Linked DNA regions of Sus scrofa: region 1 is linked to region 2. The links are chromatin contacts, called in public Hi-C maps. All regions are on one chromosome and are shown on one strand. Each heading gives the region's core, a stretch centred on a gene start, on an enhancer-like site or on the middle of the called end of the contact. The rest is flanking DNA. Distances are from core to core; before and after follow the strand shown. Region 1 has its middle 48 kb from the start of CTLA4. Region 2 overlaps RAPH1 (ras-associated and pleckstrin homology domains-containing protein 1).

Region 1 (4,128 bases), core at 1,563-4,062, 290 kb before region 2:
AGCGCCTGCAGATGGTGTAGGCATTGCTGGTTCCATACCCCACTCATCTCACAACTTGCCCTTTGCCTTTCTTCCATGTGGTTGTTCCTGATTTGTATCCTTTATAGCAAATCTGTAAATATAAGCAAAGTTTTCCTGGATCTGTGAGCCATTCTGGCAAATTGCCAAACCTGGTTGTCAGGGGGCGGGGGGGGGGGCAGTGGTCATAGGAACCCTCCAATTTAGAGCTAGTTAACCAGGTAGCCTGGAACTTGAAACTGGCATCTGGAGAGGGTGCAGTTCTTTAACCTGGGGATCTGATGCTACTCCAGGTATATAGTGTCAAGAGTTGAGGTGAATTATAGACATCCAGCTGGTGTCAGAGAATTGGTTGGAGTCAGAGAAAATACCCCATGGACATCCATGACTCACTCTGGGAAAGATGTGGTCACTTGGACCTTAGGAGACATGGCCTATAAATGCCAAAGCTGATGAGTGCCTTCTTTTCCAGAATCTAGTTTATTTTGCTATTCCTTTGCCAATGAAAAAAAGTTAAATGTAAGCTCTCCCAGAGGCCACAAACCAATAAATCATAGCCTAGCTCTTAAGGGATAAGATATATTCGTCTACTTGGGCTGCCATAGCAGAATAGTCTGGGGGGCTTAAACAACAGGAATTTATTTTCTCAAAGTTCTGGAAACCACAAGATCAAGGTGCCAGCAGGATTGGTATCTGGTGAGACCTCTCTCCTTGGGTTGAAGATGGCCACCTTCCACCCTGTCCTCACAAGGCCTTTCTTCTGGGTATAGAGAGGGAGAGCGATTTAGTGTCTCTCTCTTCTTATCAGGGCAACAGTCCTATGGGATCAGGATCTCATTTAACCATTAATTCTCCAAAGTCCTTATCCTCCACATACAGTCACACTGGAGCTTCAGGTTTCATCACATGAATTTTAGGGGGACACATTTAGCCCATCATTGGAGGGAAGCCTCTATTTGTTCTCTAGAACCAAGCTGAACTACATCACTACTTCCAGCCACTGGAACATAGAATTAGAGAATGTTACAGATGAAGGAACCTCCTTCATCTTACAGTGAGGAAGCTGGGTTCCAGGTGGGTGAAGTGACTTGCTCATGGATATAGCTTCAGAGTGGCTAGGCTGAGAGTGGAACCCAAACTCTCTCCTACCAGGTCAGGGCTCTTTCCACTGTCTCCACAACTCCTAAGGGGTAGCTCTTACAAAGAAACCTTAAAGAGTTTGATTTATTAGCAAGGGAGGGCTTTAGAACATTACCTGTTATCTGACAATGAAAGGGTTTCCTTTGGGGAGACAATTGTATAGCCAATAAAAACTCAATACTTGTTCCTAAATCCAACACTTGGGGTTATTCCCTATAAAAATAAGGATCGTAGTGTCAGCCAGACCCGTTTCAAAGACTGTAGTCAACTCTGTAATTATAGCATAACAACTCCCTCTGAGCCTGTGGGGGCTTTCTAAAATTTACAAGGGTGTCATGAGCTTTCTTACGCCTTGACCACATTACCTAGGAAATATATTATTATCATGGTACAACCATCAAGACCTGGTGTCCTACCCACCTCTTCGTCATTCTCATATCTCTGTGGCCAATCAAGAGTCAAATGACCTGCATACAAATACCAATACCTACTTTTGTCCTAGCTTTGCAAAACCAAGGACTTTCTACCAGCAACCCAAAGCAATTCTCCTATGAGCCCCAAATAATCCTGGCAGGACACCCACAGGACTATTCCAACACTGACTACTGAGCTGGCTGCCCTAAACAGCTGGTCTACCCCACTGGGCCTCTTAGCACCTCAAAGCCTCTGAGCCCCAACTCTTCCTTCAGACCCTGCTTTGTGGATTCAGTTCCAGCCCTAACATTCACCCATTTTTCCTTTCCCCTCAGAGGCAGGAGTGAAAACAGAAGTTCCACCCCAGAGTGTTTTCCATTCTTTCCCCATAGGACCAGAGGGCCTGCCCCATTTTTATGCTGCGAAAAGAGCATCCAGCACATTCTCTCTCTCAGCCCTACCATGCATCAGTGATTGGGCACCACTAACTTGGCCTCTTAAATAAACATTCAAAGAAACTTAATAATACAAAACATGTAATTTTCTTCCTATTTTCCCCTCCTTACCCCTCCATAGGCCTCTAACTGCACAATGGGGATAGAGACACAGTTCTATGCTTGCAATATTTTTTTTCTTTGTAGGGCCACACCCACGGCATATGGAAGTTCCCAGGCTAGAGGTTGAATCAGAGATGCGGCTGCCAGCCTACGCAACAAGGGTGAGGGCAAGGGGACTTAGAATAGAAAGAGGTAGGTGTCAAAGACAAGGAAATCCAAAGAAGAAAAGCTTGAAATAGGGCATCCTTATGAAAAACCAGTTTCTTCTTTCTATACAAGGCTCTCTTGATCTGCAGGCGTAGTAAAGAGGGTATGCAGCCTTCTCCACCAGCCCATCCCCCTCTCCTGCTACCCTCATTTCTTCTAAAATCCAAAACCGATCTCATTCCCTCCAAACAGTCCTCCTTAATTTCCCTTGCCTGCCCTGTCCTTCATAACACTTGGGCTTCCTTGCATCCCAATCAGTGGCCTTCCCTATGCCAGCTGGTGCGAAGAATAAAACATGGGGACAGTAGAAAGCAAAAATTGTTCCAATTCCTGGTCCATCCCCTTTTCCAGCCAACTGTGGGAAAATGCAAGTCTCACCGGATTTTTAAAATGACGTCTTGGTCATTTAATGTGGAGGGAAGGATTTCCTGGCTGTGAGAAACTCATTAGCAAATGGAATCCAGGCATGCAGTACCCACCCTCCTCAAGCACGTCTACATTTCAAGGCAAAACGTCTCCCTTTGTCCAAAGAGAGGATTATAGATAGGCACCAAACGCAATGCTTCTACCAAAGGAAAGACATACAAACCAAAAAAGTGAGAAAAGCTTTCACAAGCGAAAGGGAGATGTGACCTGTTTTTAAAAATCAAACCGACTGCATTGTGTCTGAAGGGATCACCGCCTATTCGCCTGGTATTGCAATAAAACATATTGACCCATAGATGGCGCACGGAGACTGCTGAATAAATACCTAGTTCCAGCCCTCACAGAATTAGTTAGCCTAACCCCGAGGTCCGAACGCTCCAATTTATCGCTCCAATTTATCGCTCCAACCTATCACCCGTCTTTGCTACAACCATGAGCTGGCTGTGTGGCTTCTCTGCTTCAGTTGGATAATCATAGAGGAGGACTCAGATTTCACTGTTTTCTTCAAGAAATCTGATGTTTTAAATTCTATTCTGAATGAAAATTAGCCCAAATTCCTCAGGCTGGTGCAGTCCATCCTAGCAGGTGGACAGATACGAATCTGTTTCAAGTGCACAGCATGAGAACCCCAACTCTTCCTCAGCCTCTGAACTTTCATGTTTTCCACAACCTCCCTTGGTTTTATTGCCAAGACCTGGTCACAAACATCAAATCCATTTTGACAACGAGAATTTAAACGGCTACTTTTTTTTTTTTTTTTTTTTGCTCTTGAGGGATGCACCCAAGGCATATGGAAGTTCCTAGGCTAGGGGTCGAATCTGAGTTGTAGCTTCCAGCCACAGCCACAGCCACAGCAAAGGGGAATCTGAGCCCCATCTGCAACGCCGGATCCCCAACCCACTGAGCAAGGCCAGGGATCAAACCCGCATCTTCATGGTTACTAGTTGGGTTCCTTAACCATTGAGCCATGAAGGGAACTCAACTTTAGATTGTTAATCTGACTGTTTATATGTGTTTCATAATTATCATGTATAAACCTTTATCTTGCCTCAATAAGTCTTCACAATAATGCAACAAATGTAGTGGAGTTACTCTAATTTAGAGATAAGAGGCCAAGGGTTAACATTTTCCAGGCTTGTGACATCAGACCAAAGATAAAGTCCAGTGCCTTTTTCAACCCATCTGGCTGTGTCTCTCCATACTTTGTGCATGTGTGCCCTCCAAATTTGGTTCTTTTTTTTTTTTTTTTTTTTTTTTTTTTTAATTACCAACTCTACAGTGGTGATCCATTGTCAGTTTGTAGTTAATTGTCACAGTTTAGAGAATTTACATTTCCCAGGTATAATCATAATATCAGAACTTCAAA
Region 2 (4,288 bases), core at 1,042-3,541:
TAAAATATTATATATTTTACTTTTTAAAAATTTTGCTCATCTATCTTCTCTCACTTGAATATTAGCTCCATGGGGAGAGGAGTTTTTTAAAACATTTCTTTGATTCTTAATGTATCCTTAGCATCTAGAACATTATTTGGCTCATAGGAAGCAATCAGATTATTTGAATTAACATTTAAATATATGCATGTGTGCCATACATCTTTGTCTAGAAGTCTTGTACTTTAAAATTATCAGCAATTGTTTTCTTTCAAGATGGTGGATGGAGTGCTACAAATGAAGTAACATGTGAAAACTCTGATAGTAAATTTTTTTTCTTAACAACTAAGTTCTTTTGAGGCAATAATTATACCTGTTTTAAAGAAACCCAGGACAGAATAGTTACTTTCACTAAATTTCGGTGACAGAAATACCAATTAGAAAAATCAATTTGAGGTTGGTACTATTTCATCTTGGGGATGTGGATATGTAAACTATCTAAAAATAAAGTAGCTCTGTAGCTTATCTTTCTACCTCCTTGCTCTCTGAAGCCAGAAGTATAATTGCACAACAGTATGTCTTTTTCCCTTGGGCTTTTTTTCCTTGATTTTTGTTGAAATACTCTGCTTCCAGGCACTTGACATGCGTTATCTCATTTAAGCCTCCCACTATCCCTTTGGTAGGGGCATTATTCCAAAAAAGAGATTAAGTAGGTCAAAAAACTGGTAAGTCTGTATTTGAATTCCAAAACTACAACATCTGTCTCCCAACTTTTATCAGTATCTTAAAAAAAAAATAAACTGAAGCAGATTATCAAGAATGATTATTTCCTAAATGTTAAAGAAGGCTTTAGCAGAAAAATATTTTCCATGGATAAACATAAAAATGAATTATAGAATGTTTTTAGTTAATATTCTTTTGAAATCCACCAGTAATGTTCATTTGCCAAGTTTTTAAAATTAGAATTCATTGTAGTTGAAGTAAATTCTAATAAGGGCTCTTTATTATCTAAAGCAATGTGAGGTATATGCTGCAGCTGACTTACTGGTACTTTAGTCACAGTAACTGATAAAACAGTACTTTTCAGTAAGACAGCAGTTTGCAAATTTAAGTAGTAATCTCATGTTATAACTTCATATAAAGTAGAATTTACTGTTACAAGGTTAATGGCAAAACAGACCTTTATTTTCTCATAGGGTATAAACTAATGATTCTTCTGAATTTGGAATTTTATACATGAAACTGTATTTTCCCAATGAAAGAAAATGCTTTTAGATGCTTTGCCTGAAGTTGATGGTGGATTCAAAAAGTTTTGCTGAGTCTATAAGGATACTTGATGATTGTATTATAAATTTTTTGATAGGAAAATATTCCTGAGTATATGAGCTACTAAAACTTTTCAGTGTTGTATATTTCCCCCTCATATGTTTGTTTTGTTTTTTTTAATGAAATCTTTCATGGACACACATTATAACTTGTGATGTAGGCAACACAGCATATCATAGCTTCAGTGTAATTTCTTTGCTTCTTTCACTCTTCAGAACTGTTACAGAATTAAGGTGTGCAGAAATTCTGAAGTATTGGAAGGAAAATGGCGATTGTGTTTATTGTAACATCAGGTGGCACTGGCACTGAAGTCCCAAATTATTCTTAGCAAACAACCTTTTGCTCTGAACTATTAACCAGATTTGGGGAGGGGGGCATGGGGCTTTCTGAAACTTTAAGAGGCTTACGGGACTAAAAGATCGGAGCTATTAGTTATTACAGCGACATTTATTCAAAAATTCTAAGGGTCATGTTGCAGTATCTCGCTTAAATTTATTCACATGTACCAACTTGGTGTTTAGTTCTAGATTTCACTGGCCTAGTGAGATTTATAGAAGGAATGGGTATCCTATGAAAGAAGATCTGAATTCGGTGAAAGCCAAAGGAAAAGCCTGGTTCTCAGAACACAAAACCCAGAGAATACTGGCATGTGTGCCCTGTTCCTTAGTGTGTGGATTTCTTAGAAATTTGTGCAATATTTCCATGAGGAAGTAAAAAAAAAAAAAGCATCTTTATTTGGTTTTAGGTCTTAAAGAAGAGAAGGGGGAATAGAAAATAATATCAGCTGCTCTACTGAGTGCTTAGTCTGTTTGGGACATTTTGCTTTACATGACTTAACCCCCTGAATCTGTACAGTGCATAGTGGAATAGGTACCATTATCTCTATTTTACAATGAAAGATAACTTTCCCGATGATTTAAACCCAGACAGTCTGATTGTAGAGTTCATACAGCAGTACCTGCTGCTTCATCACAGAATTGAGGAAGTAAGGCAAGAATAGACCGACCAGTACTTCTCAGATCCAGACCTGGAGGCAGAACTGGATGGTATTAAGAAGGCAAAGAGGAGTTCCCGTCGTGGCGCAATGGTTAACGAATCCGACTAGGAACCATGAGGTTGCGGGTTCGATCCCTGCCCTTGCTCAGTGGGTTAACGATCCGGCGTTGCCGTGAGCTGTGGTGTAGATTGCAGACGCGGCTCGGATCCCGCGTTGCTGTGACTCTGGCGTAGGCCGGTGGCTACAGCTCCGATTCAACCCCTAGCCTGGGAACCTCCATATGCCGCGGGAGCGGCCCAAGAAATAACAACAACAACAACAACAAAAAAAGACCAAAAAAAAAAAAAAAAGTTGAAAAAAAAAAAAAAAGAAGGCAAAGAGATTTATGCAGTAACATCTCCACCTTGTGGTGTGTTAGTGTAATCCCGAATATATTGTTAAAATTTAACAACTATAAACTAGCTCTAATCTAAATGAATTGAAGCTTAAAAATTCAGATGAGGGCTGGTGGTTTCCCACTCGTGTCATAATAGTAATGTTCTTATTACTCATTTAATTATTTTAGCAGCCCTTGAAAATAAATGTTACCGTTACACCATTTTACACATGAAGAAACAGGTTAAATGTAAGCCTGGAGTCACATTGCCGGTAAATGGCTGAGCTGGGGCTTGAACGCAGGCACTCAGGCCCCAGGGTCTGGATTCTTAACCATCATGTTCTGCTTATTTGCAGTATTTGTGAAGAGCACATATACTTGTCAGAAAGAGATGGATGTGAATCTGTTTTATTGAAACATTAATGTGTGCTCACAAACTTCCAGTTTCTTGCAGTTGTAATCTAAGGTGTTAACTATCAAAAGGAAGAGTTTTATTTTATAACCACCACTTTGGCACAGGGCTATTTCTTGATTATGGTTTGGCTCCCATATTCAGATCAGTGCTTTTCTATACCCCCTCCTCCACAAGATTCAATTCAAGAAAGTAGTGACCCATGACTTACTTTGCAGAGGTTTGTGGAGAGCTTTTGAGAGATTGATGGAGAACTTGATAGATTTATAACAAATGAAAGTTTTTGAATCTGAGAAGGTGTGGAGCAAAACTTATGTGCAGAATTGACCTTTGCATTCGCTTTTCTTAAGTGTTTTGAGCACAGTTTTGACATTTATGAAAGTAGTGATGAAGAAAAGGGGGTAACTTTTTTGTCGTATTTAAATATTTTATGGAAATGGAACCTATTTAACATTAAATAAACTTTCTATCATTTTCATAATCCCTTTTCATCTTTATTAAGGTAACATTTGATCTTTGCATATGCACTTTTCCTGTTGTTTTTGTTACTTCACATGCATGTATTCATTCTTTGGTAAGAATGTATTGAATTTTAATAAAATGTTCCATCATACTGTTTAGCATGACACAAAGGCAGCCATCTCTTGTTGAACACTTTGGATTTTGACTTAGAAAAAAAATAAGCATTTGGAAATATGATGGAAGATTGTGTGAGATTAAATCTAGAGAGAATAGATTTTTTAAAACCTTTTTATTTTGAAATGTCAATTTACAAAAATTTGAATGAGTAGCACAAAGAACTCGCTACTTAGATCCACTAGTTTTTAATGTTTTGCCACATTTACTTTATTATTTTTCTAAGTATACATTTTTTTTCCTGGACTATTTGAGAGTTGGTTGCCTTTATCCTGCCCTTTTAGCCCTTAATATTTAAGTCTTTATTTCCTAAGCATGAGGATACTGGCAATACAGATATAGTAGTCTTCCCATGGGTGCAGTGATTGACACAGTGCTGTAGAATATGTTGAATGAGAAAATGTAGAGAAGGAAAAGTAAAAACAGTCTTGATCTGGCCGGGCAAGTGGCATGAAGGCCAGGAAGAAATAGTTATTCATACATTCCATAAGTATTTGGGCACCTAGGCATTGTGTTGGGTCATAAGGGGTTAAAAAAAAAAAAAAAACCTGTGACCATAATA

Evidence for each region. Hi-C and Micro-C count contacts between places; a contact is called where the count stands out from the background.
Region 1: a Hi-C map of skeletal muscle shows a contact between it and region 2, with 18 times the contacts expected there. The contact joins two enhancer-like sites. A contact is called at or near these places in 1 of 5 promoter capture datasets (liver), 31 of 47 Hi-C or Micro-C datasets (adipocytes, adipose tissue, alveolar macrophages and 18 more) and 2 of 2 datasets of contacts at active chromatin or transcription factors (alveolar macrophages and skeletal muscle).

What each region holds. Positions count from the first base shown.
Region 1 is chr15:107,232,830-107,236,957 of Sscrofa11.1, reverse strand. No RefSeq gene overlaps it. Among named protein-coding and RNA genes, the nearest start is that of CTLA4, 48 kb to the left of the region's middle. Within about 2 kb of position 2,812, at least 22 of the 83 cell types and tissues checked have an H3K27ac peak or open chromatin away from gene starts, as enhancers often do. A contact at or near this core is called in alveolar macrophages, fetal skeletal muscle, retroperitoneal adipose tissue and 1 more, where this site is marked.
Region 2 is chr15:106,945,289-106,949,576 of Sscrofa11.1, reverse strand. All of the region lies in intron 4 of RAPH1 (ras-associated and pleckstrin homology domains-containing protein 1), which reads left to right. Among named protein-coding and RNA genes, the nearest start is that of RAPH1, 50 kb to the left of the region's middle. Within about 2 kb of position 2,291, at least 15 of the 83 cell types and tissues checked have an H3K27ac peak or open chromatin away from gene starts, as enhancers often do. A contact at or near this core is called in alveolar macrophages, fetal skeletal muscle, retroperitoneal adipose tissue and 1 more, where this site is marked.